Linked DNA regions of Mus musculus: regions 1 and 2 are each linked to region 3. Evidence: chromatin contacts called from public HiChIP or PLAC-seq and promoter capture Hi-C data. All regions are on one chromosome and are shown on one strand. Each heading gives the region's core, a stretch centred on a gene start, on an enhancer-like site or on the middle of the called end of the contact. The rest is flanking DNA. Distances are from core to core; before and after follow the strand shown. Region 1 has its middle 64 kb from the start of Bace2. Region 2 holds the start of Bace2 (beta-site APP-cleaving enzyme 2). Region 3 overlaps Dscam (DS cell adhesion molecule).

Evidence for each region. Promoter capture Hi-C pulls out the DNA fragments that hold promoters and counts their contacts. HiChIP or PLAC-seq counts read pairs in DNA pulled down with a chosen protein or histone mark.
Region 1: a contact with region 3 is called in an H3K27ac HiChIP or PLAC-seq map of oligodendrocyte precursor cells, with 12 times the contacts expected there. The contact joins two enhancer-like sites. A contact is called at or near these places in 1 of 484 Hi-C or Micro-C datasets (cortical neurons), 9 of 115 datasets of contacts at active chromatin or transcription factors (VIP interneurons, differentiating embryonic stem cells, embryonic basal ganglia and 6 more) and 1 of 9 other capture datasets (embryonic stem cells).
Region 2: a contact with region 3 is called in a promoter capture Hi-C map of neural stem cells. The contact joins the promoter of Bace2 here to the enhancer-like site in region 3. A contact is called at or near these places in 6 of 39 promoter capture datasets (the 3T3-L1 cell line, the C10 cell line, cranial neural crest and 2 more) and 1 of 115 datasets of contacts at active chromatin or transcription factors (embryonic stem cells).

What each region holds. Positions count from the first base shown.
Region 1 is chr16:97,291,347-97,294,076 of GRCm38.p6, forward strand. No RefSeq gene overlaps it. Among named protein-coding and RNA genes, the nearest start is that of Bace2, 64 kb to the right of the region's middle. Within about 2 kb of position 1,350, at least 60 of the 459 cell types and tissues checked have an H3K27ac peak or open chromatin away from gene starts, as enhancers often do. A contact at or near this core is called in VIP interneurons, neural progenitor cells, neural stem cells and 1 more, where this site is marked.
Region 2 is chr16:97,355,296-97,357,995 of GRCm38.p6, forward strand. It overlaps Bace2 (beta-site APP-cleaving enzyme 2), which reads left to right and starts at 1,433. Exons shown (of 9, transcript NM_019517.5): 1 at 1,433-1,806. The coding sequence starts at 1,507.
Region 3 is chr16:96,755,896-96,758,595 of GRCm38.p6, forward strand. The region is part of intron 11 of Dscam (DS cell adhesion molecule); the gene reads right to left. The region is part of intron 2 of Gm32509 (a long non-coding RNA gene); the gene reads left to right. Among named protein-coding and RNA genes, the nearest start is that of Gm32509, 38 kb to the left of the region's middle. Within about 2 kb of position 1,381, at least 30 of the 459 cell types and tissues checked have an H3K27ac peak or open chromatin away from gene starts, as enhancers often do. A contact at or near this core is called in VIP interneurons, embryonic stem cells, neural progenitor cells and 2 more, where this site is marked.

The DNA.
Region 1 (2,730 bases), core at 100-2,599, 540 kb after region 3:
AGAACAAGGAGAAATGTCCTCGGCCTCATCGAGAAAAGAATCACACACCAAAGCCACACGAGAGTCTGCCTCACCCAAGTCAAAGTGGCTATGAAGGAAAAATGTGGGCAGAAGGACCTGACACACTGCCTCCTAAAGTTCATTAGTGCACCCACTGTGAGACTCATTGTGGAAGTTCCCCGGAAAACTAAAAATAATAGAATACCATATGGTCCAGTCAGAATACTTCTGAAGATGTATGCATGTCATAGATATGCGTGCATGCATGTTTATTGCTGCACTGTTCATAAAAGCCATGTGATGGAATTATCTCAGTTAAAGTCAGTGGGTAAACAAAGAAAATATGGGATATAGATGGTGGAGTACTATTCAGCTATCAAAAATAATTAAATCTTGTTATCCATAGGAAAAGCATGGATGGAACCAAAGTAGCTCATCACAGGCAAGATAAGCCAAACATAAGGAGACAAGAATCCATGCTTTCCCTCTCATACAGGAGGGCTCCTAAGAACTGTTATGAGTGAAGGGTGGAGAGAGAAAGAGAGAGAGAGAGAGAGAGAGAGAGAGGAGGGTGAGGGAGGGAGACAGGTAGATATGATCAATGAGTAGTGAGTAGTATGTGCACATATGGAAATGCTACCATGAAAATGGTTAGTGTGTACAATTTAATGTAAGTTTTGTATGTATGTGCCTGGGTTTGACAGCGGGGTGGAGGACACATGTGCTCTTTCCTGTGGAGACCAGAGGCCAGCCTCAGGTGTATCCATCCTGTTTTTTGAAACAAGGTCTCTCACTGGCTGGTGAGCCTCAAGGATCGTCCGCTGTGCAAGTTGGAACTCCAAAAACAGGCTGCCACACCCTCAGACTCGGGTGTTCATGCTTATGCACCTAGCACTTACTGCCTGAGCTGTCTCTCTGGATCTAAAATAGGGAATTGAATATGTAAAATCTTAAATATATATAGAAGAGAGATTAAACCCTTATAATTGCATGTCGTATGTTTTTCCTCTCTGGGACTTTGGGGCTTGAGTTACAAAAACACCATCCAGAACTATTCCGTGGAAGGAACCAGTCTCCCTGAGAGTCTACCTTTAAAGGAACACAATCCTGACTCTTTCTCAAGGTCTGCACAGCCTGCATTACTGAGCCCTCTGTGAGCAACTGTCTAGCAACAGGTATTCAAGCACTCTGCCCAGTGAAGGGCCTGTCTGTGCTGGAGGAGAGACAGACAGTTGAACCACACTGGTTCCTTCCTCCCGAGTGTCAGCCACTATGCAAGAAGCTCAATGTCCCCACAGCACCACAGCCTTTGGCCCAAGCTCTCCGGAGTCCAGCTCCGTCTGCTCCCAGAGCTCAGCTGCCTTATTGCCTGCCTTTCTGTTGCTTAGTAACAAGATCACCTAATTATTCTCCTAAGAGGTCAAAGAAATGCCAGCAACCCATTCCTAGACCAGGAAGTCAAATGGCATAGCCTTTAATTTGCATAAAGAAGGCTCTTTTTAGTCAGAGGTAGGAGGGAAGGGGGGGGGGGCGGGTCTGAAATCCAGCCTGCGTTTGCTAACATCAAATCCGGACAGCCTGGCCTCGCAAGGAAGGGTGGCGGCAGCGGGTGGGTGGGTCGGAAGCAGCTGCAGTAGAGTCCTGATCTTTTTAATTCATTGGAGACAAGAAGTAGCGCCAGGAGAAAGGAGAACCCCTTTTTCATGTTAGATGGCGACTTGTTGCTACTGAGGTTTCCTAAGGCACTGGGGACTTTTGTTTTTTGATTTAGTGGTGGGAGACTTGTATTGAGAGCTGCGGTTTGTTTTCTTAGCTAACTCGTCTTTGTCTGTCTAGGGTCCACGTTTGTCAGGTTTTTGTTTTCTGAACACTGCCCCTCTTAGTGATGGGGTACCTTACTAACCCTTGTGTCTGCAAGGGACCCTGAATACCTTCAAAATGCCTTCCAGGTGACAATGTCCCCAAGTACTGGCTCAGAACCAGAGCTGCACAGTCTGGGAGGGGAGGAAGAATTGGAATTCATGGGAAAATAACATTATGCTATTGGACAGCTGTATAGCTTCGAGGCTGGCTATGTGAAGCCAGCTTTTGTCTTCAGAGATGCCTGGCCCCCAGCCCTAGGTTTCTCTTCATCTCTGAGTAGCTCTGCAAGGGTTGGTCCTCTACTGCCCTCTGCTGGCTCTGAGGGGTGTTGACCTCGGAGAATTTTCCAGCTGAGGGTTGAGTTGATTTTAAACCTTTAGAGACACTCCACCCAGACTTGCGTTTATTGAGCGTTAACTGTGACCTCAAAATGCACCCACAGAGTGACAGAGCACAGGATATAATGCACTATAAAGTCAAATCTCTCTCTCTCTCTCTCTCTCTCTCTCTCACGATAAAGACAGCACAATGCAGTTTGTTTAACTCCAATGAACTGTATAGCTAGATACTTATGATCTGGGTCCATTAAAACATGGAGAAAAAATCTGGTAAATAACAGCAAGTGACACAAGACACCTTGAGTTCCCTTGAACCTCGATGAACAGTTCTCTGCAGACTTGGGTCCCTGAGGGGGTCACTTTGATACCAGTGTGTGTGTGTGTGTGTGTGTGTGTGTGTGTGTGGGTGTGCTAAGGCATAAAGGAGGGTGTTTGATCTGACCAAACCTCAGTGGTCACAGGCCAAGACTATAGTCCCTCTGGTCATCTGTCCGTCTCCCTGCTGTTCCCAGAATGGAAGAAACATTTG
Region 2 (2,700 bases), core at 183-2,682, 600 kb after region 3:
TGAACACCAGGGTTTGTAAATAACTACCTCTTTTTAAATTGTCCTTTCCTTACAATCTTGAATTTAAATGTGAATATATGAATGTAAGAGCTCGCGATAACTATGCAGATTTATGGGCAATAACAATTTAGGTTCTATCCTGGAATTCAATCAGGCCTGCCTTCGTGTGACTGGGGATTCCTTGAAGCTTGGATAGAGTTAAGAGGGGGGAAAAGTGCAACCTGTAACCAAAACCATTTAGAAAGTAGAACAGCTGAAGATCTGGGACAGAAAGGTCCCTGGTAGAGCAAGAAAGGATTCTGACATTGGAAAGGAGGGAACAAGCATGGACACTTGTATCTGGAAGTTCCGGTTAAGGATTAGGGACGCTTGATTTCTACTTTCCATTGTTTGAAGATGGTCTTGTTTGTTTTTTTTAAAAAAAAAAAAAGCCAACATAATTCAGCTGGAGGAGACACAAAGATTTCTCCTATTCCTTGATTCAGCAAAAAATCGATGAGTTTAGCTGCTGTAATTGTCCCCCCTGCGTTCAGTACCTGAAATAAAATAGCCCTCTGAATGCATTTCTGCGGCTTCGGTGTCTGGCTAAACAAGTATTAATTAGATAATCTGCGGAGAGCTGGTGGGAGGATGAAAGAGGGGGAAGGCTGGATGGCAGCCTCATTTGGGACCCTGATAGTAATTCACTATCTTGGTGGACTGACTGAATCCCTGGGAGATTGAGCTCAGCTCCTAGCGGAATTGGATCTGCATTAAGGACAAGAGGAAAGCCAGGAAGACCAGGCCCAAATCTACCTCCTCAAGCTGTGGTTTTGGGTTCAGGGGAGGGTAAGCAGGAAGGAGCAATAACCCAGATCCCTTCTCAGAAATTCAAAATCTGCTCACCTGCTTCCCCTATCCCTGGGGCTCTCAGCGCCCCCAGCCTCCATTCATACTTCAAATCCTTTCTCAGAGAACCAGCTAACTCCTAAGGAGCTGGAAGGGGAGAACCACGCGTGGGAGAAGCTCCGAGAGGCAGCCAGACCCTGTTGGAGTGCGCTTGGCAAGCGGAGAGGTGCACTCTTTCACAGTTGCCTGCCCCGCGCTCTGAGCCTTAAGTCCTAAGGGCACTTCTGCCTCTGCAGGGACAGTGGACCCCCGGGGGTTCCTTGAGCGCAGGACCAGAAAGCCAGTTTGCGCTTTAGCTGCCCCTTTAAGGGTTCCCGAAACTTTCCAGCAGCTCTAAGCTGAGCCTCGTCATATCCGTTAGCCGTGGCCTCCCGGGCACGTTCCGGGGAAATTTTGCACTCCAGTTTCCCGGGGAAGAGGCGCGACCCGCGCCCATCCTTGACCTTGGCCACGGAGGAGGGGCAGGGCCTGCGGGGAGGCGGCCGCCAGAGGGGGCAGCGACTGAGAACTTGTTCAACTCTGCACCGCCTTCTCCAGCCTCCTCCCTGTCCGCCCCGCCCCGGCCGGCTAAGGACCGCAGAACCGCGCTCGCAGACTCGCCGAGCCCCCGCTGCGGGGATGGGCGCGCTGCTTCGAGCACTCTTGCTCCCGGTGCTGGCGCAGTGGCTCTTGAGTGCGGTCCCCGCGCTGGCCCCCGCGCCCTTCACGCTGCCCCTCCAAGTGGCCCGGGCCACGAACCACAGAGCCTCGGCTGTTCCCGGACTCGGGACCCCCGAGTTGCCCCGGGCCGATGGTCTGGCCCTCGCACTGGAGCCTGTCAGGGCTACTGCCAACTTCTTGGCTATGGTGGACAACCTTCAGGGGGACTCTGGCCGCGGCTACTACCTAGAGATGCTGATCGGGACCCCTCCGCAGAAGGTAGGGTTGGGGGCGGTAGTTTCTGTGAATTGACTCCACGCGATTTAATGCCGTCCCTAAGGCAGTAGCTTTCACTGGGAAGAAGGGTCAGGGAGATGCATGGGTTGGGTGAGGAGTGGAGGCGCGCGCTAGGGACGCACCAGGGAGCGCAGCCTCTGCCGGAGCACAGCTCAGGGGGTGTGAGCAAATGTTTCAGAACTTGGTGGCCCTCCCCCACCCCGTGGAGCTTGACAGCTGAAGGAACCTGTAACATGCTTCGGGCCCAGGAGCGACGCCTCCTTCCAGCAAGAGCGGTACCTACTGAGTGGGTGGTGGGTGGGGTCTTGGAAAAAGGTGCTGTTAGGTGCAGGGAAATCACTGGAGTTGATACCATCTCTATGCTGTCTCATTGCTAAAAAGACTCTTGGACAGCATCCAAGGCGCAGTACCCTTTAAAAGAGATTTCTCCATGAGCTCAGCTAAAAGACACCCGGTTCCAAAGTGTCTCTTTGCAGGGCAGAGCCAGCCGTCTTCCTTCCTCGGAGTTTGTTTGCTGGCTTCCTCATAGCTGTCCGGCTGCCCAGCCTCTGGGAGCCGTGCACCCGCCAAGGCATGCATCCTGCGGGGGTTGGAGAATGTGAATGCCATTAGCTGCTGGGGAACACCAAGCGCGTAGCGAGTCAAAGATAAAACAAACGCAGTCCAAACAGCTTTCTTCCCCGCCTTGTGCCGATGTTCATTTAACACTTCGAGTGACAGGGAACACCGGCTCCCAAGCACGGAATCTGGCAAGGGAAACAAAAGCCTCACAGAAGTGATCCGACCCTCTCCAATTCGAATTCAAGTTGTCTCATAAGTTGAACGCACCGTATGAAGACACTTTATTTTTAACATCGTCGTTGGGGGTTGTCATGC
Region 3 (2,700 bases), core at 131-2,630:
GATGGGAGGCAGAGGCAGGGGGATCACCAGAAACTCCTGGGCCAGCCAGCCAGCCTGGCATGTACACTGGTGAATAACAGATACCCTGCCTCATACAAGGTAGGATGTGTGGGATAACACCTGAGGCCACCCTCTGACCCCTACAAGTCATTGTGGGACATATTCATTTGCATTCATGAATGCACCTGCTCATGAAAGTGCATGCACACATATACACGTGTACACATACGTGCACACAGTGGGGAAGTTAAGTCTTCAAGGAAGGAATCAAGCTTGGGTCCCTAGCTTTGGTTTGTTTTATACACAGATACACATGCACGCATGCAGATATGTTCTGTCATGCATATATGTGTGCAAATATGGCCTTTCTTTTTTTATAGTGATGAGGAAGGAAGGGGGGATGGAACTGACTTCTTTATTATTTTCCTTATGTGTATCAAAAATGGATGAAGGGTAAGTATGATTAAAACATATATGAAATCTCAAAAAAAAAAAAAAACCAACAAAAAACAAACAAACCACTGAACAGTCTGTTCTGGTTGCAAAATAGGATGAGACTGGCGTCTCTCCTGAGGTTTACTTCATGTGGCAGCTACAAGCAGCAGATGCAGACAGACACAAAGTGCAAACATGGGGCTGTCCCTTGAAAATTATAAGGAAATGATAAGATAGTGCTGTGTGTAGAGCCAGCATGGGTAGTTTCTGAGCACTGGGCTCTCAGATGAGCACAGGTCACCAAGCCCTGCCTTGACTGCAACATAGCAACCATTCAAGATTCTAGACTAGCCTGTGATTTTACATCTTGTTTCTGTATTCTCTCCCAAGGCCTCTAAAGGGCTGGGGCTCTGAACAGAGAGAAAAGGGGGACACAAAGCAAGAAAGGACTCCCTTAGGATATCCTTTATTACTTCCTACCATAATTTCCCTATCAAGTCCTAGATACAGTGACACACACTGGTAGCATTGTGGCAGCGGTGGGTGGGGTGGGGGGCTCTGGAAGGTCTACCTTGCATTTCCATCTGGATATTCATTTCATCTCCCAAACCCCAGAAAGCTCAGCTAAAGGGAAACAGATGATGAATGTTACTGAGGCCCAATGATTTTAGATAACACAAAGGAGACCCTTCCTAACCTGCTAAACTGCGGTGAGCCTGGCCACTTTCTTACTGTGGCTACGATCGTCTTTATCACCCATGCTCCAGTCCAGGTCTTATTAAAATTCACAATTGCACCACAGTGGACGATTCTCCTTCTCCTCATTAAGTTGCTGCGCCTCCTTTGCAGTTTATTTGTTATGACACAGATCTAAGAGGCCTCAGAGAGGGATTCCAGAGGAGTGGGGGGAGGGAGGGAGTGGGTGTTGAGAGAATGCAAGCTGCTTAAAGCATCCGAGCCCCACACTGACCAGAAGCAGCCTAGCATCTCTGCTTAGAAATCCCTGAGCACCTGTGGTGAGAGCCATGCACAGCTGGAGATGAGCACGAGGAGGCTGCAAACAAGTCACAGACCTGGTTCTGTCCTGAAGTCAGAGCCATGGTGCACAGAAGCAGCACTTATAAAAAGTGAGATACCAGAGGGGGGGGGCAAATAGAACACAGTACAAACATGGACAATATTGCTGAAGTCCAAAGAGAATTAATTTAAAATAAGTAAGCGAGCTCAGCCTCGCTGTAATTGCTTGCAGAAGGGTTGGATTCTGCCCTGGCAATTTTTCTGCTCCTCACTGTTGTTTGGCATCAGGAGAACTGATCAGGCATTAGGAGTACAAGAGATTTAAGTGGTGGTGAGAATTCTGCCCGGCAGGCACCCCCCACTATCATTCCTGTCCCTGTCTGTGTCCAAAGGCACCGTGCTGCTCCTGCAGTGGCTCAGCTGCCAGAATTTCCCTACAGCTGTGAGGGAGGCTCAGCAGAGGATTACTCCCCCGAGACGGGAGACTGTCAGTGACTTTTATCTGCTTCTTGGGATGAAGATACAAAGTGCAAGTCCTGGAACCGAGGCTACATGGATGGGTTGAAGCCATGGATGTTACCGAAACCCTAAAGTGGAAGGACTTCTTCGTTCCTAAGGAGAGCAAGCTTTGTATTGGGGAGCATTATCATGCTATTAGGATATGACCTCACTCCCCCACTGAGAGCAGAGGCGCTCCTGGGTTTCCTGGGCAGTTAGCCTGAGGCTTCTGTAACCCAGCTACACAGTTCTCTGTGACTACAATTCTGTCCACCAGGCGATGCTTCACCTGCACTTCTTCATCTGTCCTTGCCCTTTTCCTGCACAACCCTCCCCCCACCTGTACCTCCCCCCACCTGCACCTCCCCCACCTACATCTCCTCCCACCTGTACCTCCCCCCACCTGCACCTCCCCCACCTACATCTCCTCCCACTTGCACCTCCCCCACCTGTACCTCCCCCCCCTGCACCTCCCCCCACCTGCATTTTCTCCTGCCTGCACCCATTCCATTCAATTTCTCCCTACCCTCCCTCTAGAGTAATAGATGTACATGGGGTGGGACAAGGGCTTGTGCAGATATTTCAGTTACCAGCATCTTTTCTCTCTTGCTTTTAGAGTTGCTGCTGGCAGTGAGGGCAGCTGGAGTGCACCGGCTTAACCTTGCCTTTGCCTTGATCTCAGGTATTACCAAATGAGGAAGCATCCACACTAGACTCCTCAGACTGGTGAAAGGCAGACTGCTGTTTCTC